Regions from separate parts of the Mus musculus genome. Here regions 2, 3 and 4 are each linked to region 1. Evidence: chromatin contacts called from public HiChIP or PLAC-seq and promoter capture Hi-C data. All regions are on one chromosome and are shown on one strand. The core of a region is the stretch at or near the end of the contact, and the rest is flanking DNA. Distances in the headings are between cores, read along the strand shown. Region 1 holds the start of 1700096K18Rik (RIKEN cDNA 1700096K18 gene). Region 2 holds the start of 2700038G22Rik (RIKEN cDNA 2700038G22 gene). Region 3 holds the start of Nupl2 (nucleoporin like 2). Region 4 holds the start of Fam126a (family with sequence similarity 126, member A).

Region 1 (6,301 bases), core at 2,998-5,497:
GGTACATGCATGATTTCATGTTATTTCCTTTTTCCCTTTTGCCCCATGTTGGAGGCCAAACCTAAGGCCTCTTGCATGCTTAGGGAAGCATTTGGTCCCCAAGCTGCACCTCCACACCGTAGTTTCTCTCCTTTGGTTGTACGAATGACATGCTCACAAAACACTGTAAGAAACCTGGAACCTTTCTGATTCTGTCCTCTTTTAGTTTTTGGTGAGAAATCAATTGTCTTTGAATGTCTACTTGAATGGTAGTAGTTTTTGTCTCGTGAAACAATGTCTAAGGTTTTACACTCTAGTCCAAGCTAGCTCAGAACCAGATATGGATCCTAGACTGACTCTGCCTCTTGAGTTCTAGGATCACACAGGCCCTATTTCTAGCTTTTCGTATTTGAGATAAATGAAAGGAGTATCTTTTATTTTTATTGATTCTTTGTGAATCATGGACCCCAGCTCCACTCTTGTTGTTGTTGTTGTTCAAGACAGGGTTTTTCTGTGTAACCCTGGCTGTTTTGGAACTCACTTTGTAGACCAGGCTGGCCTAGAACTCAGAAATCCTCCTGCCTCTGCCTCCCAAGTGCTGGGATTAAAGGCGTGCGCCACCCCTGCCCAGCAAGCTCCACTCATCTTTATGTCCCTCGGTATCTGCCCTCGGCCCTTGCAATCTCTCCTGAAAAAAAAAAAAAATCTTGTAGTAGAAGCCTTGGGTGTCACACCCTTTTGTTCAAACAGCTTCACCAGCAAATGTTCCTTGTAGTGAGTCAGAGGTCTGGTTCGAGGCCCCAGGCTACACTATCAGTGCTAGATCCTTATCAGGACTCCTCTCAGATATCCTGCTGTTGCCCCTTGTCATGGAAATCCTACAGTTTCTGCAGGTTGTAGTCCATTCACTAGCTCCAGTAGTTCACAGAAGGAGTAGATGTTGGGGTGGGGATCTTTTGTTTTTTGTTTTGTTTTGTTTTGGTTTTTTTTTTTTGAGACTGGGTTTCTCTGTGTAGCTAACCAACCCCCACCCCCCCTTCACCCCCCCACCCCCCTCCACCCCCCCACCCCCCCTCCCCGCTGTCACGGAAACTTACTCTGTAGACCAGGCTGGCCTGGAACTCAGAAATCCGCCTGCCTCTGCCTCCCGAGTGCTGGTATTAAAGGCGTGCGCCACCCAAAGCCCCTGGATCTGGGTGGGTGTTAGTTGAGTTGGTCAGCTTGCCAATTCTCCTGCTTTGCCCAGGGGGAAAAAAAAAAAAAAAAAAAGGGAGGGGGGGAAGGGCAGCTCCCTTGCCTGCAGCCGGCTTCAAGGGACAGGGCTAGCTTTCCAGAACGCTATCTCTCAGGCCTGACTCCCCAGCACACCACCAGCGCCAGCTCTACCAGCTCTCAAGGGAGGTGCTGCCTAGGCAAGAGGGCTGCCCTCCCTCCTGCAGCAGCTGGCAAGGGGGTGGGAGGCAGCTCTTCCTTGCTCACACCAAGTAGTTTTTCTTACGTGATTGGCCAGTTTTAAAATGACACACTGCATTAAAACGTTTAAGAAAAATAAGCTGTGCCTAGTGGCATAGGCCTTTATCTCAGCAATACAGAAGTCTGAGGCCAGAGGAGTCTCTAAAACTTGAGGCCAGCCTAGGATACATACTGAATTCAAGGCCATCATTGGGTATCTGAGACCCTATCTCAGAAATAAAACAAAAGGACTGTGCTGGAGAAGGCCCGGAGGGGCTCTGCGTTCTGGAGTGGCGCTGCTTGGGCCAGCTGCTTGCTGGGTGAGGGCTGCTGGTGTTACATTTGAGGAAAACTGCGACAGGATATGTTTGGCACTTCCCCCGACGGGATCCCAGCTGCCATGAGTGCTGCCCAGGAGTCTCATATGCATGCACGAGGTGAAGCGTTCAGCTTCCCCCGGCGGTAATCTTGTACCTAGCAATTGGGAGGCAGCAGACTTGGGCAATGAAGAAAGAAAACAAGAGTTCTTGAGACTTATGGGTGCAGAAAAGAACACACTGGTCATCTTGTTATAGGAGATCACAAATTAACATCTCACTTCTGATCAGGGGAAGAAGGCAAGAAAAGTCATGAAGAGCTGGAGAGAGTACCAGCAGAGCATGGACAGCAAGTTGTCAGAAGTTTAACATGACTTCCTATTGTAATACCTATGGGATAAGTCATAAGTTGTAATACCAATGGGATAAGTCCATGACAGGAGTTCATACTCATGTTTTTGACACTGTTGACTTTGCTTATTGCTAATATCAAGGTGTATTTTTTTTTTGTTGAAGGAAGAAAACCTTTGTAGTTGTATAGTCTGCTTAATATTAACTGACAGTAAAGAATGACCAGCGCACTGCGCATGGGCAAGTTCTGGGTTCTATTCCCAAGGAGATGGAAGAATTAAACAGCCTTCAATGGGAAAAGACTTCAAAATCTTGGAAATTAAAAACAAAAGGGAGGTGTGGCCAGGAGGCTGTCTCCTGGGTTAAGAGTGCTTGCTGCTTCTTCCAAGGACCCAAGATCACTTCCCAGTACCAAAAGCTGGCGTACAACCTTTTGGAATTAACCCAAGCTCCAGGGATCCACGACTTTCTTCTGGCCTCAGTGGACAGTTACATATAGGTAATGTAAAAACAGAGACGTGCTGGGCGTGGTGGCGCACGCCTTTAATCCCAGCACTTGGGAGGCAGAGGCAGGTGGATTTCTGAGTTCGAGGCCAGCCTGGTCTACAAAGTGAGTTCCAGGACAGCTAGGGCTATACAGAGAAACCCTGTCTCGAAAAACCAAAAAAAAAAAAAAAAAAAAAAAAAAAACCAGAGACGTATAAAGACAATTTTTAATGCTGGTGGCAGTGTTGTACACCTTTAATCCCAGGAATAGAGGGGCAGAGGAATCTCTGAAATTTCAGTCAATGTGATCTATACAGGTGAGTTCCAGGCTATCTAAGGATACATGAGACCCTGTCACAGGGTGGAAATGCGTTCCATTCCTAGGTAAAAGAATAGCATGCCCACAAGTTGTCCTCTAACCTTAATGCTCTCACAGAAAAATAAAATCATACACAAACATTTTTATATATTTAAAGGCAAAGAATTCTTAACCAAATTGACTAAAGATAGGAACAGTAATTCCCTCTGGAAAATTAGCTGGCTGTAAAAAATGAGTTATAATGAAAAGACAATAACCTCACTATAAAGGCCTGTCTTGAATTTTAATTTTTTACAAGATTGGACTTCCAGTTCCTAGTAATGTACATGGTAATAAACATGAAGAAGCATTATTCAAATGTAAATGCTAATTGTTTTTATGTTTAATTTAAGCACTATTTTTTTTTTGTTTGTTTTGGTTTTTTTGAGACAGGGTTTCTCTTTTAACCATGGCTGTCCTGGAACTCACTCTGTAGACCAGGATGGCCTCAAGCACTATTTTTTTAACCAGACTTAAAATTAATAGAAGCGAAAGAATCTTCAGAGTGGGAGGGGCTTCAAGAAAGAACGACAAAAAGGCTATACAGGCTATTTTAAATGTACAAAATTTATATCTGTGTATACTGCAAATAATGTGCCTTCCAAAAAGGCTAAAATGTAAAGGCAAAACAAATTATTTCACTGATGAACCACTCATTTGGTAATGTCTTTCTTTACATTTGGGTTTTTTTTTTTAAAAATCTAGAGATACTGAATAGAAGTATTCACAAAATATCCATTGGTTAGAGTACGGTGTTCGAACGAAAATGAAAGGTTTGTAACCGGTCGTTTCGCTGTAGTACTGTAAGAAAGCTTTTAAATAATTAGTGCAGAATTCCAGCGTAGTATTGCAACCCAGCGTCTGTGGCCATGTCACCTTTAAGTGTGTGCAGTTTGGAAGAGCAGAGTTAGTTGGGTATTGTTAAAACAGCGTCGTTGTGTCGTGCGGGGACGTTCTCATCTTCTGAATGAGCGAGAGGGAGAAGGGCCCCGCCGTGGTCCCCTAAGCAGTGAGGCTCTGGGCGAATAATCGCACGGGATGCTGCGTGACAGTGGCTGGACGCCCGCGCCATTGTGAGGTCGGCGGCGCGGATCCGAACCTGTATTACTTCTCGGTGAGGCGGACTTGCGGGCCCTTGGACCGAGGTCAGCTCCGAGTGGAGAACAGGTAACTCAGGGGCCGGATCCCTCCGCGACAAGTAGTGCGCTGTGCGCTTTCCCGAGCCCACGGCGGGCGCCGGAGATCGCGGACCTGGCTCCCGGAGGATCGGCGGGCACTGGCCCGAAGGCTAGGAGACCTTCGGCAGCCCGAAGGCTGGAGCGGGCCGGCGAACGGCAGGTGTCCGCCCCGCCCCCACCCCCGCGGGCAGGAAGAGGAAGCGGTGCGGCCCGGCCCCGGGGCCACCCGCAGGGCCTCGCGGGGCGGGGGCGCCGGAGCTACAAGAAGCGCGTGACCTAGTTCGTCCCGAAGTGGACTTGACAGGTTGTCATCGCGGCTCCCCGCCCCCACTGTCTTCCGGGTCTGGCTCCTCCCCCACCCTCGAGCTCCCACTGGCCTCGCCCAAGCTGTACTCCCTGCCATTGGCTTCAAACCAGGGGCCACGCCCCAACCCAGCTCGCCCTGCCATTGGCCACGCGTCCCAGGCCGCTCTCCCAGTCATTGGCTTCGTCCCAGAGGCCCCGCCCCCAGTCTTGCTGGTCCTCGGGTTGGCCTTGCAGCGCCCCTCTTTCGGCTCGTCCTCCTATTGGCCCCTCGCGCCAGGCGCCTTGCCTCCTATGGTCCGCGGTGGATTCCAGCTGGTCACTGTTGAGTTTGTTCCCGTGGGCATTCCGGTTTCTGTCGGCTTCCCTCCCTCTTTGCTGCGTTTCTTCCTGCTTTCTTTGGGTCTGGGAGCCCGGGCCTCGATACCTGGTCCCGGTCCCAAACTCAATGTAGCAGCGATCTACATTTGCCTCTGTACCCCGCCGCACCCCGCCCCTTTCAACTCCTTCTTCCCCAGCCCCCACGCACACCGCCTTCATTCCCTCACACCTCTCCTTAAATTCGGCTGAGTGGAACAGACTTCATTTCGAAATCAGGGAGAGGGGTTAAGTGATAAACGTCAATATCAATATTAGCTGGTTTTGGTTCCAGAAAGGAACTGGACGGCCCAGATCATTCAAACATTTTGTTGTTGATGGTGGTGGGGGTAGTGCTTTTCTTTGGGTGTGTCTTAGGTTTGGAGGTTTCTTCAAACAGGATCTCACCTCTCCCTTTGTATCTCTGACTGGTTTGGAACTCGCTAGTTCCTTGGTACGGGGTTTGACTGCAGAAGCCAGAGAGGGCGGCCGCTGGGTTCCTGGAGCCGCTGGTTGTGGGCCACCTAACTTGGGGGCTCCTCTGCAGAAGGTTTCATCTCTCCACCCTGGGATTGAATTTTTTTAATTAATTTTCATTTTATGTGCATTGGTGTTTTGCCTGCCTGTATGTCTGTGTAAGGATGTTAGATTCCAGTCGGAGTTACAGTCGCAAGCTACCTTGTGGGTGCTCGGAATTGAACTAAAGTCCTCTGGAAGAGCCAGAGCTGTGAACCTGAGTCATCTTTGCAGTCCCAGGACTTAGTTCCTAAAGTGACCAAATTTGTTACTCCAAAAATAATAGGCTGCCTTTCCTGAGTAGCAGTCAAATTTCCATTGTTTATGCAATATTGACATTTAAAATTTACATGTGTACTTTCTATAATTGAGCTAGCTTTTTTAAATCGTTTTAGAGAATAGAAATAAGCTGGGCAGTGGTGGCTCATGCCTTTAATCTCAGCTCATGAGAGGCAGAGGCAGGCGCATTTCTTAGTTTGAGGCCAGCCTGGTCTACAAGAGTGAGTTCCAGGACAGCCAGGGCTACACTGAGAAACCAAGGGGTGGGGGGGAGGGGGAGGGGAGAGAGAAGAAATAAACTGATAAAACTGCACAGTGCAATGTAGTCTCCAAGAGAAATTTAGTTGAAATTTGAAACTGGCCTAGCCTTTGCTGGTGAGCAGAGGAAGGGTTACAGATCCCAGGCCTGTCAGGGCTGTGCATTGAAACCCTGTCTTCTGGGGGTTGTCTTAATCCCCACTGTGGTAATTCTGGTACTCTCCGCATTTGGGATTTGGGGGCAGGAAGAATTCAAGGCCAGCCTCATGGGGAGTTCAAGGTCAGTATGAGCTATTTGAAACCAGCTCAAAAACAAAACAGCTGTTGAGTGTGGTGGTCTTGCCTGAGATCCCAGTGCTGGGGAGGCTGGAGTAAAATCAGGAGTTCAAGGCCAGCCTGGGCCACAGAAGACCCTGACCCACTTACTCTGCCACTCCCTCTCCACACCCATGACTTTTTCAAAATTA
Region 2 (6,785 bases), core at 345-2,844, 1.7 Mb after region 1:
TGCCTGGAAAGCCAAACTTGCCATCTAACACATACCTTGAATTCATGATCATCCTGGACACAGCACTCATCTGCTCAAAAGAAAAAAGAACCAGCACTGTTACAAGCAGCAGCCACAGCTTCCTTCAGAAAGGACCTTCCTGGTGGCTCCTAGCTGCATCTGGTGATGGAAGGCCTGCCTCTGACTAGCATTTATTCCTGCACAGAGCTCTAATCTTCATACTGCTGACAGCTGGGAGTCCATTTTATTCCCTCTGGGCCATCTTTCCCACTATTTCCACCCCAGAAGCAAAAACTCTTAATGTTTAGAAGCAAATAGTACTGCAGGTAATAGCAGTACTCTTCCTTTAAGAAAGTGAAACATTTTCTCTGATTTCAAAACCAGAAGCAGCGTCAGATGTGTCTCCTGAGCCTGAATGAGGAAGGGAAAAATAACTCCTTACCTTAGAAGGTGGCTCATGCTGCCCTTCACTCTCGAAGGGGCTCAACAGAACCCTAACCTCTAACGGAAAGAAAACTACAACACAGGGAACTTGTTTACAAGAGCCCACAAGCCTATTTTTCCTCTAAAATGTCCTTTACCAGGCACAGTGGCTTATGTCCATAAATGCCAATACTTAGGGTCCTAGAGCACAAATATTCTCTGGGCCAGTATGACAATCTGTCTCAATAATCTAATAATCTTTTAAAAAGATTTATTTCTTCTATATGAGTGCACTGTTGCTATCTCCAGACAACACCAGAGGAGGGCATCAGATCTCATTACAGATGGTTGTGAGCCACCATGTGGTTGCTGAGAATTTAACTCGGGAACTCTAGAAGAGCTGTCAGTACTCTTAACCACTGAGTCATCTCTCCAACCATGATATTTACTTTTAATTGGTGTCTCAATCAGTCACCTCTTAAACAGGGAGGACTCCTGGGTGCTCGCTAAACACCTATACCCGGTCTTAGGAATTCCAAATCACGATTCCTAAATCATTGCTTATAAGTCACCTTGCTTAAGTGCTAATCCAGTGGCTCAGATTTCTCCCAGGACCCAAAACCCAGACAGGCTGGGTCTGTGTCAGCAGTAGGGTAATCCAGGTCCTGTAGGCAGAGGTCCCTGCTGGACTCGGTTGCAGGTATCCGCCTGAATATACCCTCAAACCTTAAAACAAATGAGCACAAAACAAAAAGCCCAGCCTTTGTGCCAAGCAGCAATTAAAGGACACGTGCGGCGGCGAGGACGCGCCTGCGTGGGCGAAATCACCCCTGCCCTTGCTGACACTGGGATTATCCTGCCTCCTGCTACTTTCCGAGCTCTGATCTCATTCGCTTCCTAAATAGTCGATGTCCCCGTCATCGGAGTCCTGGGCGGGCGGGAAGCCCCGAGTGTGCCCAGGACCCGGGCTGTCCGGACGCCGCGCCTCCATCCGAGAGGGGACAAATCCGGGCAGCGCAAGGCTGATCGCCTGTCCCACACAGAAGGGACGCGTATGGGCAGGGACCCGCGCCACGGGCGAGCGCCGTGAAAATCGCCAAGACCACGTGGCGTGGTCCTGGGACTCGCAATGGGGAGAGTACTTACCAGGAGCGCGCCGCGGCGGAAGAGCTGGGCGCCAGGGCGGGACCGAGTTTAAAACCGACCGGACATTGAGCACCGGGGCTCAGCCAACCAGAGTGGCCCAGCGCCCCTCCTGCCCGCCCCTTCCCCCGTTCCCGCCTGACTCCAGCGCCGGCCCTCACGCGCCCCCTGGCGGCACCAGAGCCACTGGCCCCGCCCGCTTCCCCAAAAAGACTTAAACTATGTCTGTCTGTGATATTTGCATGTGCTCAAAATGCCAGACATAGGTGTCAGCTTCCCTGGAGCTGGACTCACAGACAGCTGTGAGCCTCCTAAATTGAATGCTGGGAACTAAATTCAGGTCCTCTACAAGAACAGAACACTGTTTAAGCGGCAAACCATCTCTCTAGCCATGTAAAAACAAAACGTAAACCAACCAAACAGACCAAAACATCCGCCATTAAATTCCTGCTACATCCTGCCACAAGTAAGCCACCTTTTATTTCTCCTTATAGCAACAGCCCTCAAAAGAGTTGCCTACTCTTTGTGTGCTCTTGGTATGTTAAGCGTCACAGGCCACTGAGGAACTGAAAAGTAAGACACCACCATGGTACCACTTACACACTTATCAAAACGCCTGCACCCCAGACCCCACTCATCCATTGCTTGTGGGAACGCAAGAGGAGAATTCAGAAGACAGTGGTGTAAGAAGGAACCAACTGAAGCCATTTGGAACAGGCCTTAACTCAAAGTTTAAGTTCCCAAGACCTCCCTGGGTAACTGACTTCCTGCTTGGTGAGTAGAAGCATGGATGCTAGGTGAGTGCACTTCAACATGAACGCTGCAGTTGAGTCCTGTAGGAACAGAGTAAGTGCACCACAAAGACGTGCTCTTAAGGAAGTCCCCTACCCCTAAGTCCTGATTGGTGGGATAACTTAGCACAGACGTTTATGGATTTCAAGCTTAAAAGCCCCGTACCATTCTGGCTTGGGGTTGCAGTTCAGTTCCTGAGTCTCTTCTATGGCCCTGATTGATCAGCAGCAGCCCGAGTGCAATACATCTTTGTCATCTGCTTAAATACTTACTAAGATGTTCGAAGACGCAGTCAGACGGAGTCTGTGCTGCTGTTCCTAACTGGTTGATTTTTGCTGCCTAATTCAAATAAAGATCTTGCTTTGGGGGGACTCTTGAACCTGCTCGGGTTGTTTTGGATTTTTAGACCCCAACACAAGAACATATCTATAGGCACCTTAAACTGTTTCTCTATTTGTTTCTCAGTATGTGTACGTGAGTGTCTTTGTGTTTGTGCTCGTGTTGCCCATGCACGTGGAGGTCACAGGTTGGTGTTTCTTTCCCTCAATTATTCTCCACATTATTTTTTGAGACAAGTTCTATCACTGGGCGTCACTGACTCAGCTAGACTCTTCACTAGTCCTCCCCGCCCTGCAGAGGTCTCTGCAGCCTGCATGGGCATCAGAGAGAGGAGCCTTGGGAGGTGAGGATACAAGGCAGGTCAGCTCCACAGGGCTCAGTGGTCAGCGCTGACAAAACTTTGGCAGTCAGACCTCAGTTATTTATTTTAGGTATACTTAAGCACAGCACAGTGTGGCCAAAACTATCCTTGTGATGGTTTGTTGCATTCGTCCTCGACCAGCCCGAACGACAAGACCACCAGTTCTTCTAACAGCAGTTTATTCGGCAACCTTCAGTCTTCATCTCTCTCCCTCTTCATCTCTCTCCCCCAACCCCGGGCCTCTCACTCTTATATACTCTCAGCCCGCATCCACTCACGGCAGGCCACGTCACCTCACCAGGCACAAGGCTTCAGCCAATCAGGGCGGCAGGGGCGCGTCTCCACCAAATATAGATTTGTTTACACCACCAGCTCTGCATCCGGCAGGCACCATCTTTAAGGTGCCGCTCAGGCAGCCTAAGGGGGAGGCTACAGCCTCCTACAATGGTTACCTCAATCCCACATGCACAGGAAGCATACCTAGGTCAGTCTCTCTGTCTCCCTTCTCCCTCCCCTCCTCTCCCTCCTTCTGAAAGACCCACAACGTGAGGACTCCCCCACGTTCTGACTCAGGAGAGGCAACACCCCAAAATCACTCACAAGAAACGGTCTTGCTGCAAACTGCAAGAGGATTTTTATTCAAGAGCGCTCTCAGGCCCACGGTCATACACCATGCAGGGGTAGAGGACCGTGGGGCGCCGAGTAGCTGGATAAGGGGGTATTTAAAGGAAGAAACCACAACTCAAGGAGGTGGGGAGGGCGTTGTTGGAAAATACCAAAAATACCAGTTAAGAGTCACAAGGAAGTGCAAAGTCACAAGAGTCACGAGGAATACCTGGTAATTGTGAGGGTTATTTCTCAAGACAGTTTCTAAGAGCCCCTAACAATAGCACATTCTTTGAATGAACACTCTTTGAACCCAGGAAGCGGGTGGGTGGAGGAATGTTGCTATCTGTTTTATGACCAGCACACCTTGAAGCACTGAGCCACAAAGGCCACACTCCAAACCTGGGCCCAAAGGCCTAGAATTTTGTTTTTACGTTTTACTCTTTCACTTCCTCCACCCCCTACCCCTCTCTGGCTTTTCAAGACAAAGTTTCTCTGTGTTTCCCTGGCTGTTCTGGTACTCAAACTCAGAGCTCTTCCTGCCTCTGCCTCCTGAGTGCTGGGAGTAAAGGCGTGGGCCACTGCAGGGCCATACCTCAATCTCTTTGTGGAACATAGACAGATCAAATGTGACTACAGCAAATCTCTTTGTAAAGTACATGTGACACCTTCCATAACAGGAGGTTTTGTTGCTTGCCTGAGGGAAAACAAGAATGGGTCTGGAGGAGCGTCCAGCACCAGAAAGTCTTCAGCCACCCAGATTGTACAGAGGTCACCAAGCTAGAAAGTATGTCTGCTCAAGGCTTCTGGGAGGAAAACAGGTTTGATTTTACATTCCTTCTCTTGAAGAACCAAGCCTGTGTGGTTACCATCCCAGGCTCTCCTAGTGCATGCCTATGAGTACCAAGACCACCACGCCCCCTATACCTCCCAGCACTGGTGTGAGAGACAAGTGCCTCTGTAAAAAACTGTCCCTCCCCCTTTCAATGTGGGTGCTAGGTTTCCAATCCAGTCCTCAAGCTTGCCGGGAAAATGCTTTACTGATTAGACCGAGACTGCAGCCCCTCATTTTAGTTTTAAATGAAAACCAACATGAACTAAGAGGCAGCTTTCTTGACACTCCTTCCACAGAGACTGACTTGTCACAAGGTTTCTCTTCCTACTTCTAATGTACATAGAAGATGGAGAGGTGGGATGGAGAAGGGAATCACATCTGCCATTGATTCAATGTGAAGATATATTGTTGCAACTATCAACTTTCTGATCCCTGAGAATAATCGGGAAGTAGCAGGGCTGAGGACAGAGAGGAAAGAAGGGCAGAGAAGTGCGCAGTGAGGTGGATCAGTGGGTCAGTATTTGAAAAGTTCAATCCCAGACCCCATGGAAGGGTGGAAGGAGGAGAAAGACATCTCAAAGTTTTCCTCTGAGCTGCATTCGTACACTATGGCATGTGCTTGTATACACACACACAAACACATGCACATGCACACACATGCACACACACCTCACACCTCATAGACAGATATACACACACCACAGACCTACACAGACACACACCACACAGACATACATATACCACACACCTCACAGACAGACAGACACACCACAGATGCACATAGACACACCACACACACACACAAACCACAGACCCACACATATCCACACACCACGGACACACACATCACAGACACATACATGTCACATACCTCTCAGACAGACAATCAGACACACACACACACACACACACACACACACACACCACACAAAGAGACACATACAGAGAAACAAATACACCACACATAGACACCACTCACTACAAGGACACAAATAACACCTCATAGACAGACACACCACACACCTCACAGGATGACAGACACACACATACACCACACAGACACATACACACACATCATACCTCCCAAACAGGCAGACACACACACACCACACACCTCACAGACAGACACACAGACACACACACACCACAGACACACAAATACGTATACCACATACCTCAGAGATAGACAGACAGAAATACATACACACACACACACACACCACAGACACACACAAGTACATACACACACATCATTCCTCACAGACAGACAGACACACACACACACCACACACACATCATACACATACATACACACACACACCACCGACACACACACACAGACAGAGACACACCACACAGTCATGCAGACACAGACACATATACATATACAGCACACAGCATGCACACACACAACACACACAGAGACACACACACACACCACACATATACACCACACAGATGCACACAAACACACACATACACACCACACAATAATAATAATAATAATAATAAACAGTTTTACAAAGAAGTGACTGAAAGATGGCTAAGGTGAGTAAGAGCTGAGTGCCCCTGATTCTCTGGCCTTTGTGTTCCTATTAGGATCTTTGCTGAATATGTTAGTTTGTTTTGTTATTGTTGGTGGTGGTGTTGTTTTGGTTTTTTGAGACAGGGTTTCTCTGTGTAGCCCTGGCTGTCCTGGAACTCACTCTGTAGACCAGGCTGGCCTTGAATTCAGAAATCTGCCTGCCTCTGTCTCCCAAGTGCTGGGATTAAAGGTGTGTGCCACCACGCCCAGCTCTATTGTGTATTTCTTTCTTTTCTTTCTTCTCCTTCTCTTCTTCTTCTTCTTCTTCTTCTTCTTCTTCTTCTTCTTCTTCTTCTTCTTCTTCTTCTCCTCCTCCTCCTCCTCCTCCTCCTCCTCCTCCTCCTCCTTCTCCTCCTCCTCCTTCTCCTCCTCTTCCTTCTTCTTCCTCTTCTTCCTTCTTCTTCCTCTTCTTCTTTTCTTCTTTCTTCTTCTCTCTTTCTTTCTTTCTTTCTTTCTTTCTCTTTTCTTTCTTTCTTTCTTTCTTTCTCTTTCTTTCTTTTCTTTCTTTCTTTCTTTCTTTCTTTCTTTCTTTCTTTCTTTCTTTCTTTCTTTCTTTCTTCTTTCTTCTTTTTCTTCCAGAGCAGAGGACCGAACCCAGGGACTTGCACTTGCTAGGCAAGCACTCTACCACTGAGCTAAATCCCCAACCCCTCTATTGTGTATTTCTAAACAGAGTATTTTGAGAAACAAGATGCATAAAA
Region 3 (6,200 bases), core at 1,616-4,115, 1.4 Mb after region 1:
TCTGTAAAGAGCACAGAGCACACCGACTTTAGTTTAAGCAAGACTGACCTTTGAAATATGCTAGTACAGCAGGAAGTGGACCAGAGCAGACAAACCTAAGAACGCACACTAAGTGATGAGGTCTGAGAAGCTCACAGTGTGAACAGACTGGCTGAGCCACAGGGCCACGGGTGACTTCTTTTTCTTGTTTTGCTTACTGAAAACACTGTAATTGCTTCTGGAAAAGCTAAGCAATTGATTTTCTACAACACTTTTAACTCACAGAAGTTTCTTTTCATCTTTCTGCTCATCAGAGAGAGGTGAAGCAAAAGGGTTTTGAGATGACCCAAAGCCTCTGCTGGTAGAAGCCCCAGAATCAAAAGAGCCGAATGGTGGTTTGTCCTGATCTCTGCTGCCACCCCATGGTGTGGACTTGGGGAAGCTGGAAGGCTGGATGACGTTGGAGTACCTCTGGCTGCTGGCATTCCACCCTCGACGGTTATTCCCTAAAATAATCAAGAAAACAAACAATCAGAAAATTGGTAAATTTTTCCAATCTTGAAGATCTCTATTACATTTTATGTTATTATGTCTTGACATTATACACAGTGCTATTTTCTACTAGTTTTAAATGACAATCCCTTTATGAGTTATAGTTTGTTATATGTTATAACAAGTCACATAATGTTCTCTTTATATTAAAAAATGAGATCAAGGCCAGGTGTGTTGGTGTAAGAATTTAATCACAGCACTGTGGAGGGAGAGACAGGCAGGTCTCTAAGTTCCAGGTCAGTCAGAACTATATAGTGAGGCCTCATCTCAAAAAGCAAATAAAAACCCCAAAACCCAAGCTGACAAAAAGCAACAACAAAGTGAGATCAATGTGATCATAGAAATATAAAGACATATCGGTGAGTTCAGTGTTAAGCCTATTAAATTGACCATGAGGGAATAAATAAAAAATACTCTAAACATCTCTAAAAGCTTTGCGGTGAGCCCAGCTCGGTCAAGGCCCTCATTTGACCTATCATTGGATGTGTGTGTATGCTTCTGCACTGGGCCATAGAGACAATGAATGAAAGAGAACAATGAATAAACTGGATAATAAAAAGGGTTAAATTTTACTTTCTGTCCTTAAATAGGTATTTAAAAAGTGTTTGCCTCTGTCTTTACTTTGTGGACACAATGCCCACAACCTATCCTTCATATAGAGATCGCAGAGCTTACTAATAGGTAAAGTATAGCGTAGATTTCTAACAACTCATAAAATAATAATAATAAGCCAATAGGACTTGTTTCAGGTTTTGATACTGTTTTTAATCTTATCACTTCCTAGTTTATGCTAGGATAAAGGTAATTTATCTTAGGATTTAGAAAATATATCACTTAATATATACTAAAAACAGACTGATAGAGTACTCCTCTGGCTGAAATAGACATGCCTTTAGTACACAGCTTTAATCTCAGACATCGAAAGTAAAGTTAGTCTGTAGAAGGAAGCAGCTATGTTTGAAAGTGGTATCTAATTGAGTGCCAGACAAAGTGACAAATCAGAGAAAAATTTGACAGAATAGGATATGCCCAGCTCTCACAGGAGGAGGAACAGGAAGCTACGTAAGATGGAGCAGAGCAGAGGGAAAGAGAGAGGTATTTAAGGCCCAAATGTGGGCCTTAAAATTACAAAGCATTCTTTTTCTTTCTTTTCATTCTAAAGTTTTATTTGTATTTTTCCCCTAATTATCTATCTACTGAACATTTACTTGCAAATTACTACATTTAAAGTAGGTTTCCAGAGACCAAATGGCAAACATTCCTCTCAGCAGTCCCTGGGAGTATACCAGTATCTATCGGAACCTGACTCCTAATTTGGAGTCTTTCACTAGAAGCATTGTAGATGATACAATCTGTCTCCTCCACGAAAAGACTGGAAATATGAAACCAGCATGAACACAGGGGCTGGAGGAGCCTTAAAGAGAAGGGGAAAGAGAAGCACCCACTGACAACGTCACGAACTAGGTTCCACTGGGCAGTGGTAGCACATGACTTTAATTTCAGCACTCAGGAGGCAGAGGCAGGTGGATCTCTGTGAGTTCAAGGCCAGCCTGGTCTACAAAGAGTTTTTCAGGACAGCTAGGGCTGTTACACAGAGAAAGCCGATCTCTGAAAACCTAAAAACCAAAACAAACAAAAAACTAGGTTCCAAAATTAAGAGAACAAAACGTATTTATCTGACTTCTAAAACCTTGTTTTGTGCTGGTTTAATGTCTAACCCCTGAATACCCTTTCCACAAAACTTGTAAGGTTCTTGACCCAGTGTCGGAAGCTACTAACTAAAGCCCAGATTTTAAGAGCTTGTGATCACGGACAAGGAAGGGGAAAGAGTAGAGAAAGGGGTCTGAATGAACCCACGTGAATTCTCCCTACCACTGCCATTCACCAAAAAGGAGGTTTTGATGAAGATATCTCTAATTTAAAAACGCAGTGTTTGACAGGAGCACCCAAGTCCAAACGCCTGTCCACGTGTGACGATCAGAAACGACTTGTCAAACTACTGGGGGTGAGACGTCGCATGCCAGGGCAGGGGCCCGGGGTGGAGGTGTGCGTCCGCAGCAAGTGGCCCTGGCTCAAGGCTCCCAGACCGTCACCTGAGGGTGGCTGCTGCTGCGGTGGCGGCTGCCGAGCCCCGCCCGCACCCCGGGCGCCGGGATGCTCGTTCCAGCAGCGGTCTCCGAAGCGGCACCGGCCTTGAAGGAAAAACTGGCATATGGTCATGGTAGCGCCGTCCCAGCTCGACCCTGCTCGCGGTCGCCGGCGAGGGCCCAGGCTCCAGCAACCGAGGCCCGGCTAGTGTGACGTCATCGCCCCGCGCCCAGAGGCTCTGTGACCAGTGTGCCGTGAGCCGCGTGGGCTTTAGCCAATGGGATTTAAGAAGAGCAGAGCTGTCAGCGCTCGGGTATGCTGAAATGGGACGCGGTCGTTGGATCCCTGACCCGGACCCGGACCCGGACCTGAACCCGGACCCGAATCTAGAGAATACCAGATATAGCAGACAACCAGCAACCCTCTAGTTGGCTGTATACAGTCTGCGAGACTCATTCGTTCTTTACATTTACTTGGGGGGGGGGGAGGTAAAAATGGGCTTAACAACGAAAAAAAATCTGTTTATCAAGAGAGATTATTTACAGAAAGCCAGCTGTAACCAGGAAACAGGACTCAATGCAGGCGAAAAGCATCTATTAGTTTCTTAGTCGGTAATGTCTTAAAATTTCACGTAAATGTTGCCTTTTGAAATTTCATCAGGAAAAATGACAAAGAGTAAAACCGACACAGAAGCAGCCCGATTTTCCTCAGGAGCAGTTTCAGATAAAGGTTTTCTGAAAGTATCCAATTTACTGTTTTTTGTTTGTTTTGTTTGTTTTGTTGAGATACGGTCTTACTAGCTGGCCTCGAACCCACAGAAATCCACCTACCTTAGTGCTAAGATCAAAACCGTACACCCACTACGTTTCATTTATTATCTTTACAGTTCTCATGCAGGACCCTGTATCAGTATAAAACAAGTACATTATATAACAATGAAATGAAATTGCTCTTGGAAATTAAAATTGGAGAATGGGGATAAACTAAGAGTTGAAGGCAGCTTAGAGACTCCTCAGACTCAAAGTATACCTTGAGTCTCATTTTATATTTTGGTTATGCTAGAGGATGGAGAGATCAAAAGCAAAACTCTAACTAGTAATCCTAACACTTGTGATGGTAAATACTGTCAACTTGATTACTTTTAGAATCACCATAGACACAAATCTCTGGACTTGGAGGGTCAGACTTAGATCCCCATAGATACACACCTTTGAGCATGTCTGTGAAGATGCTTTCACAAAGGTTGAACTGGAAAGATGTACCCTTAATGAGGACTGCATTCTCAAAGGAGTGGGCACACACTGAATAAAAAGGCAAATTCAAGTTGAACATCCATTGCTGTTGCTAGACTGCAAATACAATGTGCCCAGCTGTCTCATGCTCCTGTTGAAATCCCGTCCAAGCTGTGCTAGACTGTACCTTAATCTGTGAGCCAGAATCAACACATGCTTCTGAGGTTGCTTTTACCAGGGTTTGTCATAGTAATAGGAAACACAATCTAGATAGCTCTATATGTAGGTGTAATCTAGCATGGTCTCAGTCATCCTCCTGCCTCAGCTTACCAAAGTGAGAACTGCCACTATTTTGAATCTTCACACCCGCCCACAACAAATTGAGTTATGTTTAAAAGGAGTAAAACTGGTAATATCAGAGTGAAACCTTAAAAATCTTTGGAGGAAAAATTAAGGGGTTCAAAAGGATCAATCAGGATTTAATGCTGCAACCCACAAAATGCTCTTTCATAATACCAGTTTACTGAAGTTTAATGAGAACTGGTTTGGTGCCATATTGGATGGAGTAAATTGGATTTTACCTAATGCAAACAGTCAAAAAAGAATATAGATTTAGTTGAATAACTTTATTAAATGGCACATTTTGATATTGGTGTATTAAAATGCCTCATGACTCAAACATTTTCATGACACTATAATGACAAGTTTTAAAAACTAGACCACAGAGCCACAGTTACTGTTATAATATGGAACAAGTTTTGTCTACTAAACATTCATACTCAAATTGTGATTCTCAAAAGTAAAACCCATGTATCATCAAAATAAAGCACTTCAAAGGACAGAACACTGACAAACCCAGTATCTACTGAAATGAAAGCAGAGTACATTATAGGAAAGGAACTTTTTGAAAAAGTAATGAAATGTACTTTATATACAAAGAAATTTGAATACAAAGCAATTTGTATATGAAGTAATATACTTTGAATAGTTTACTTTTACCCATTATCCTTTAGAATTGTGAATGATAGTTCTGGTTTGGGGGAAGACGTGTTCTTATTAGGAACATGATACAGGTTATTAGGAGTAAAGGAACTTTATAGAAAGCTTTATAAAATGTTATGTGTTCTAGTTAATCAGCAGCCTAAAAAGAACAGCTAATATAGTCAAAATATTTTAACAGTGCTGCCTATTCTACAGGGGTAACTGCTCTATCAGTGTGATTACAGTGTAATAAATGAGTATTTTGTCATCAGAAAATTTAGCTATGTTAACAATTTTTCTCATGTTTTCCTGCATGTATGCATGTGCTTCATTGTGTGCCTGGTACTTGAGGTAGCTAGAAAGAGGGCACTGAATCCCCCTAAACTAGAGTTGTAGATGATCGTGAGCCTCCGAGTGGATGCAAAGGACCACACCCAGGTCCTTCTGCAAGATACAGTGCCACCTCTCCAGCTTCAAATAGCCACATTTTTTTTTTTCGTTTTTTCGAGACAGGGTTTCTCTGTGTAGCCCTAAGCTGTCCTGGAACTCACTCTGTAGACCAGGCTGGCCTCGAACTCAGAAATCCGCCTGCCTCTGCCTCCCAAGTGCTGGGATTAAAGGCGTGTGCCACCACTGCCCAGCTCAAATAGCCACATTTTAAAATAGTGCAAATTTCAACATCTTACATAAAAATATTTACAACAGTCAGAGACTGAGAAGCCAGATTGAATCAGTTTGAGCCAGAACAGCTAAGTTGAACCAGCCAGAGTATAGAAAGAGCTAGAAAGGGTGAGCTTGTTCAGCAGTAAGTCTCAAAAGATGAAAACATTCTAGGCCTAGATAAGATTGTATGGAGGCTGGAAGCTTCCAGGACCTCACCTAGGTTAGCAGACAGAGGCAGTGAGCCTGAGATGACAATTACATCAAGTGAATAAAAGATCATTTTACAGTCTAGAGGTGGAGGTTGTCTAAGGCTGGAGTTTGTAAGAGTGTACTGGGTTAAATAGTGTTCCTCACAAAATTCCTATCTATCCAGAACTCCAGAATGCATTTCTACTTGAAAACAGGATCTTTGCAGATGTAAGTGGTTTAAGACAAAGTACTAGAATCCTTCTGATGTGGTGGTGCATACTTTTAGTCACAGCATTTAGAAAGCAGAGGGTGGGTATCTTAACTCCAGGCCAGCGGGGGATGGCTCCAAGGTTAAGGGCACTAGCTGTTCTTCTAAGTACCTGGGTTCAGTTTCTAGAACCCACGTGGTGGTTCACAACCAGATTCGGGAGATCTGACCCCATTTTCTGACTTCTGTGGGCACCAGGCATACAGATGGTATATATTCATTCATATGTAAGTTAAAAAAAAGAATGG
Region 4 (7,003 bases), core at 3,674-6,173, 1.5 Mb after region 1:
TTTCAAAATAAAATTCTTTCTTTTCATTAAAAAAGTCACATCATTTTCTTGTTTCCAGGCAACTTTAATGGAAATATATTTTAGATACCCCTCTTCTTGAAGTTCCTGGGATATAGTACCATAGGGAAATGCTCAACTGGCCTTCTCAGAGACCCTCTGTCAGGATGGTAAAACCATTTTAATAGTCTTAACTTGTCCCCACAGACACTGGAGACTGGGTGAGATGAGCAGGAAGGGCCTGAAATACGATGACTTCTATATAGTGGGTTGAAAGCATTTCCCCTTTAAAACAGAATGTTCTTTTAGGCTTCCTCCCCTCTGCCGTTTTGCTACTAAAATACAAATGGTTCTGTGTAGCAGTTAACTTATTATCAGACTCTTATTATTAGAAACTAATGTGTACAAGTTGTGGTGCAAAGTAGATGCAAACAGCAATGTGTTCTTTGGTTTGATTTTGACTTAGAGGAAGGCACATGCTGACTGTGTATTGGCTGGTGACTGTAGAAGAGGAAGTGAAGTCTGGCAGCATACTATGTCCTGTCTTCCTGAAGGAAGAAAACAAACGTCTTTAAAGTATACTTAGACTTCATTGTCTCTCTGGTCAGTCCATCCACACAGTCTGAATTTAGCATTAGACAGATGCTCCGATGTTATACCCTTGACCTCATCCCTGCTCCCCAATTCTCCAGTTGGGTTGGTTGAGCATTAGTATTTTTGGAAAGCATCCTAAGTGATTCTAGTGAGGAGAGAGAGACCAGAGGGAGAATATTATCTTTCTCACTCTTATACTTGTACTCAGGGTACAATGTGCCGTACTGAACCCAGTGCCCTCAGACGCTGATTGTGCTGGCCCACTTCTCTTAAGTTTCCCAGACATATCAGGAGTTTCCTCCTCTGACTTTTTCTCCTGATTCAAATTCCTCCCATTGTTTTTCAGGACCCAGCCCAGCTGATACCTCCTGCACAAGCCTCCCTCCTCCCTCATCATCTTTCACTGAAGGGCTTGCTCCTCTTCTGCTGGAAGCAATGAATTGATTGTGTCATCTCATTTACCATCGACTCTTCATGATTGTTATTTAGCTATCTGTGCTGTAGGTTTCTAACATTCAGTTGTGTGTGATGTATCAAGTGCCTGGACAGTTCAAGAAGCTAAGATCTCCTCCCACTTCCCATCCTTCTTTCCGTAGGTTCCTTTAATCAGGGCATCAGTGACCAGCATGACCAATGGGCAGTAAAACTGATGGAATGAGTGTCTTATACATTGTCTTGTTCATCTAGTTGATGACCTAGCTGAGTCTTTGGATTTCTTCCTCTCTCTGACCTTTCACCCCCACTCCCCAGGCCTTGATGATGAGGTCATTCTCAGGAGGAGGATCTTCCTGTCTCTGTGCCTTGGGCAGGCTCACCACAGTCTATCTGTCCCAGGGTCACAGAAATGATCATGTCAGTTCTCTGCCAGAGACAGGGTTGGTCTGTGAAGATTCCTGTCACAATAGACACAACTGTTTCTAAATTAATGTGGGGGGGGAGGAACAGAGGAGAGATAGGATTTCCTTTGTGTAGCCCCAGTTCTGCTGAAACTCACTCTGTAGATTAGGCTGGCCTTGAACTCAAAGACCTACCTATCTCTACCTCCCAAGTGCTGGGGTTAAACACGTGTGCCACCACACTTGGCCTGAATTCTTACCTTCAAAGCAACATTATATTGGCCACATTGAGCGGCACAGGGGAGTGGACTCCTGGAAGCAGAGGCAGGAAGCCAGCTCAAGGCTACACAGTGAAACCATGTTTCCTAAAAGCCTCAAACAAATACCTCCACCCACACTTAACATAAACCCTAGGTTATTAAAATTATATTAAAACCAGAGCTCCTGGGCTGGCATCATGGCTTACTGCTTTAAGGCACTTGCCATAAGGGGCTGACCACCTGAGTTTGATCTCTGGAACTCATATAGAGAGGGAAGGAGAGAAACAATTCTATACCACAGCACATACACACCTATGCACATGTATCACACACACACACACATGCACACACACACATACACACACATGCACACACACATACACACATATACACATACACACACATGCACACACACATACACACACACACACACACACACACACACACACACACACACACACACACACACACACACACACCAATAAATTTTTTAAGATGTAGAAGTTAGGTCTAGTTCTTCTTCCTAGTCCCATCCTCCCAGAAATAAGACTCAGACACAAAATATATTTACAAATACCTTGTCCATATAGTTAGGCTCTTCTCTGGCTAGATATAACTTAAATTAACCCATTTACTTGAATGTACATTCTGCCACATGGCTGGTTACCTGTGCTCAGGTGCCAGGCATCCATCTCACCACATATTCGCAGGTGAATCTCCCCTTTCTGAAAAAAAAAAAAAATCCATTTTTTTTTTCCTGAAGCCTCTGCTCCTGGAATGTCAACTCTGAGATTAATTACTTATTATAAAATGCCTTGGCCATATGCTTTGGCTTGTTCTCTAACGAGCTCATAACTCATTTAACCCATTCACACCATCCTATGTTATCTGCATGACTAGTTACCTCTCCTTCAGGCCAGACCTGCTTCTTCCTTAGCATCTTCCTCAGCGGTTCCCTTGAATCTCTTCTTTATACCTCTCCTGTTTCCCAGAATCCTCTTTCATCTTGCCAGTGCCCCACCTCCTATTTCCTGCCTCAACTCATTGGCTATAGACATTTTTTATTGACAGATGATGCTTAGAAGAGATTCTCTACAAAAAGAAACCAAAACCCAAACCATACCCTATCCCAAGTGCTCAATACCCAGATTTAGTGAGTTGTTGCCATTTTGGACAATGCCATAGAGACCACTCCCAGCATTGCAGGCCCCACTGTGAATGGTGCTGGTGTAAGCATCTTTTATCATGCCTATAGCTAGTTTTGCTGTAAGCTGGTGTGTGACCTTTCACCCTTCGCCACACTCGTTCTTGTGCTTCCTGGCCACTTTGTGACTTAGGGCATGCTGCTCTCTTTCTGAAATGGCCCTTGACTTAAAACATTTGGTTTTTTTGGTACTAAATATTGAACTTGGGGCTTAGCACATACCAGCCGGTGCTCTACAGCTGAACTTTACCCTCTGCCCTTTGTAAAAATAATTTTGATGGGCTCTTACCAAGTTGCCCAGGCTAGCCTCAAACATGTGCTGGTAGCTGGGAGTAGAGGCTTGCCCTTTCATCTCAGATGTACCCATCTTTTCAGATAGACTCAGACATCTTCCCTGTGGAACTCTTCATTTTTCTTGCCTTGTGTTCTTTTTGCCCATTGGGCATGGTTGTGTTGGATTTAACACCATCATCTTGTTTTTGCAATGTGCTTAATGAAGCCTAACAACATGGCCTGGTTGACTTCATGTATGTATATACATATGTATATACAATGTTCAATATATATATATGTATATGTGTATGTGTATATGTATATAATATGTGCTTATTATTTCTTTGGTATGTTTTAAAAACTTGCTTAGTGTTTTGGGAGACATTTTGTCATCTCTAGCATTAACTTAGAATGACTTCCTTTCTTCCAGGTTGAAATTTGCCTTCTTCCTCTCTTTCTTTCTTTCTTTCTTTCTTTCTTTCTTTCTTTCTTTCTTTCTTTCTTTCTTTCTTTCTTTCTTTCTTTCTTTCTTTCTTTCCTTCCTTCCTTCCTTCCTTCCTTCCTTCCTTCCTTCCTTCCTCTCTCTCTCTCTCTCTCTCTCTCTCTCTCTTTCTTTCTAATTCAACCAGATTTGAGTTGAGAGGGTTGTAATAGGGGGAGCTCGGAGCATATGCTGTATTGGCTATATATATATATATATATATATATATAAAACGTTATCTGTAGGATAAGTAGGTGTGGAAGACGAAAAATGGCTTATGGAAAAAAGTAGAGAAATATACTTAATTTTTTTCTAAAGAAAAATATTTATTTATTTAATGTGTATATATGTATGGCTGAGTGTGTATGTATGTATGTGTACCATATGTGTGCAGATACCTTCGAGGCCAGAAGTGTCAGATCTGCTGTACTAGAGTCCTGATGTGGGTGCTGGGAACTGAACCCCATTCATCTGGAAGATCAGCAAGTGCTCTTAAGCTCTGAGCCAACTCTCCATCCTCCCTTTTACTATTAAAATTCTTTTAATTTATGTGTGTGTGTGTGTGTTAGGTGCATGTGTACCTGGATGAGGGCAGAGGCCAGAAGAGGGCTACTGATCCCCTGAGACTGAAGTTATAGAGGTTGTGAGCTTCCACATGGGTGCAAAAGCAGTAATATTTTTTTTAACTCTTCAGTTGTCTTTTAGACACCATATTTGAAATTTTCAAGGCTAAAGTCAAAAGCAATGAACATAAGAAAAGGTAGTATTTTAATTGCTATTTCCGAAATCACACAGACACAGACAGACAGACAGACAGACAGACAGACAGACAGACACACACACACACACACAGACACACACACACACACACACACACACACACACACACACACCCCACACACACCCCCCAGAATCCGGTCAAATTTTGATATACTTTTGGGAAATGATTCGAGTAATTGAATATCAGCTTGCTGTCCTTTTCTGATTACGTTTTAAAGCATCTGGTAAGACTTAAGGTCTAAAGGGCTCAGAGAGATCCTGAGACCTTCATGGAACTTCTTAGTTGTCACCACTAACCACACAGTCAATCGTCTCCCCTGGGCGTTCCCGGACCACGCCCATCGCGCAGACCACGCCCACTCAAATCGCCCCCCCCCCATCAATAGTTTCAGATTCTCATTGGTGGAGAAGTTGTTCTGGGCCCACCCTGGGGGTCAGTGATAGGCTGATCCAGTGTGGGACGGTGGTGGTTGGCTGCTTGGGGACGGGTCTCTGGTGGTGCCTGTCAGAGAGGCTGGCGGCAGTGGCGGCTGTCCGGGCTGGGTTGTCAGTCAGAGAGAGGAGGGAAGATGGCTCGCCCGGACTCGTGCTGCTAGAAGGAGAGGGGCAGGTGGCGCGGCTGCCGGCGGAGCGCAGTCGCCCGGTCGCCGTGGTCGCCGTGGTCGCCGTGGTCGTGGGGGGAGGCCGCGGTAGGTCCGGAGCTGCTCTGGTGAGTCTGCCGCGAGCCGTACGCCGGCCCCTGAGGCGCCGGGAGACCGAGAACTTTCTTTGGTCTGGGAGGAGCGGGGCTGAAGCTGTTGCCGGCGGCGGGTAGGACTTCGTCCTGGGGCGGCGGCCCGTTGCGGGTAACGGCTCCCGCGCGAGGCGCGGCCCGAGAACCCTAAGTTGGCCGCGGCCGGCTGCCCGCTGTGAACGAGGCTCCGTTCCCGGTTGGGCGATGAGCTGGGGGTGCCCCAGGGTCGGCCTAGCACAGAGCCCACCGTAGCCTATGGCCACTGCCCACCCGTCCGCGCCGCCCAAAGCCTGGCCTCGCCGCCCACGCTGGCTCCGCAGACCCGGTGCTCTTCAGAGCGGTGCTCGCTCGGGTCTTGAATCCCGTGGGGCTGGGGGTTCGGAGTGCCAGACCGGTCTGTCTGTCCACCACCAGGAGAGCTCCTCTTCTGCCTGCGCCGCGCTGGACCCTGGAGTTCTGCCTCTTCTGCGGCTGCTGTGACCGCCCTCGAGGATCGACAGGGTTTTCTGTCCACTGAACGGTTTTTTGTTTTTGTTTTTTTGTAAGCTTCTTTCTTTTTTCTTTCTTTTCTTCCTTTCGTTCTTTTTTCCTTCCTTGCCCCCCCCCTCCCCGCACGAAAACACCCCAGGTTTGCAAGCTTCAGCAAAACTGGGTCTCTGCCCTGCAGCGTGCATGTGTTTGCTTTGTACCTTTAGAGTTTAGAGGTTCCTGAAGAATTTGGCCCTAGTGGTTTTGCACTGCACTGAATCGCTTCTGGGATAAAACGCTATTGCACGCGGGCAGCGGCTCCACTGCTCAGGTAGGGGGAGTGCTGCTGCGATACAGAGACTGCTACTGGTTGCATGCAGGGTAACACTGGCTTTCTGTACACTGGGTGTCCTTTGGGTAACAAGGTAGGTTTTGCAGGAGATGTGCCAGCCCTGTGGTTCATGCCACGCGTTGCAGTTTGAGGTTTTCAGTTGTTACAACTTTTATCTACATAAAGCCACAAAGATTAGGGTAACCTTGAAACAATGCGATAGTTCTGGGAGGTGTGTTTTCCTAGGACTGCTCTGTTGCCAATGGCACCAGCCTCCTCCCCCCAACCCCCACCCCCGATCGTTTGTGACCACTTTTCCCCTTTAGGTGAATACATTTTAAGGTTTATAAGATGACTCTTTGTATCACGTTTTTGAAGTACACTGAAGGACAAGAAAGGGGAAAGGTTTCTTTGTCAGGAGTGGTATCAAAATCAAGTATTCAGATAATTTCACTTTAGTAGTAAGGGGGAAGCCCAGCATGTATTTAGAAACCAGACTCTACAATTGACTCATTTTACAGTCATTTGATTTATTAACATTATTTCCAGAAACAAATTAGAAATCCCGTTAATAATCAGTAGCTACAGTCTCTGGGTATGCATGCCAGGTGGAGACTGGGTTGGGTCAATGCAGACAGAGTTCTGTCTTTCCTTTCATCAGGCTTGGTGGCAAGAGCTTTTACCACCAGAGCCATACTGAAGGACCCTGCTTTCCTTTTTCTACTTTTTTGTTTGTTTTTATTCTTCTATTTTATAAAATCCCCTTTGGTTACATTTTTAAAGAATGGTGTAATTTTGACAATAAGTTTAAGTATATCTTCTAGTTCACTTTTATTCAGCATCCTGTTGCCTATTTGTAATCAAGCCTAAGAAATCTTCATAGGTGACTTTTAAGAGTGTAGCTCCAAAACCAGTCATAAGATTACTTATGGCAATAAAGTAGAGATGTGTGAGTGAGACTTTTCAAGAAAATGGAAGGAAAGAAAGGAGAAAATGCTGGCTATGGAATAGCATTTCTCTGTCTTGGCCACATATAGTATTTTGCA

Evidence for each region. Promoter capture Hi-C pulls out the DNA fragments that hold promoters and counts their contacts. HiChIP or PLAC-seq counts read pairs in DNA pulled down with a chosen protein or histone mark.
Region 2: a contact with region 1 is called in a promoter capture Hi-C map of liver, with 3 times the contacts expected there. The contact joins the promoter of 2700038G22Rik here to the promoter of 1700096K18Rik in region 1. A contact is called at or near these places in 3 of 39 promoter capture datasets (liver, neutrophils and pre-B cells) and 1 of 484 Hi-C or Micro-C datasets (CD8 T cells).
Region 3: a promoter capture Hi-C map of liver shows a contact between it and region 1, with 4 times the contacts expected there. The contact joins the promoter of Nupl2 here to the promoter of 1700096K18Rik in region 1. A contact is called at or near these places in 3 of 39 promoter capture datasets (hematopoietic stem and progenitor cells, liver and pre-B cells) and 1 of 115 datasets of contacts at active chromatin or transcription factors (pancreatic cancer cells).
Region 4: a contact with region 1 is called in an H3K27ac HiChIP or PLAC-seq map of extraembryonic endoderm stem cells, with 7 times the contacts expected there. The contact joins the promoter of Fam126a here to the promoter of 1700096K18Rik in region 1. A contact is called at or near these places in 1 of 39 promoter capture datasets (pre-B cells) and 1 of 115 datasets of contacts at active chromatin or transcription factors (extraembryonic endoderm stem cells).

Annotation. Positions count from the first base shown.
Region 1 is chr5:25,527,964-25,534,264 of GRCm38.p6, reverse strand. 1700096K18Rik (RIKEN cDNA 1700096K18 gene) reads right to left here and starts at 4,247. Exons shown (of 1, transcript NR_027388.1): 1 at 2,799-4,247.
Region 2 is chr5:23,845,406-23,852,190 of GRCm38.p6, reverse strand. 2700038G22Rik (RIKEN cDNA 2700038G22 gene) reads right to left here and starts at 1,594. Exons shown (of 4, transcript NR_045042.1): 1 at 1,570-1,594; 2 at 36-70. It overlaps Gm42228 (a long non-coding RNA gene), which reads left to right. Exons shown (of 2, transcript XR_880875.3): 2 at 2,061-2,737.
Region 3 is chr5:24,161,628-24,167,827 of GRCm38.p6, reverse strand. Nupl2 (nucleoporin like 2) reads right to left here and starts at 2,865. Exons shown (of 7, transcript NM_153092.4): 1 at 2,625-2,865; 2 at 263-485. The coding sequence starts at 2,751. It also overlaps a transcript of Klhl7 not described here.
Region 4 is chr5:24,028,610-24,035,612 of GRCm38.p6, reverse strand. Fam126a (family with sequence similarity 126, member A) reads left to right here and starts at 4,923. Exons shown (of 11, transcript NM_053090.3): 1 at 4,923-5,134.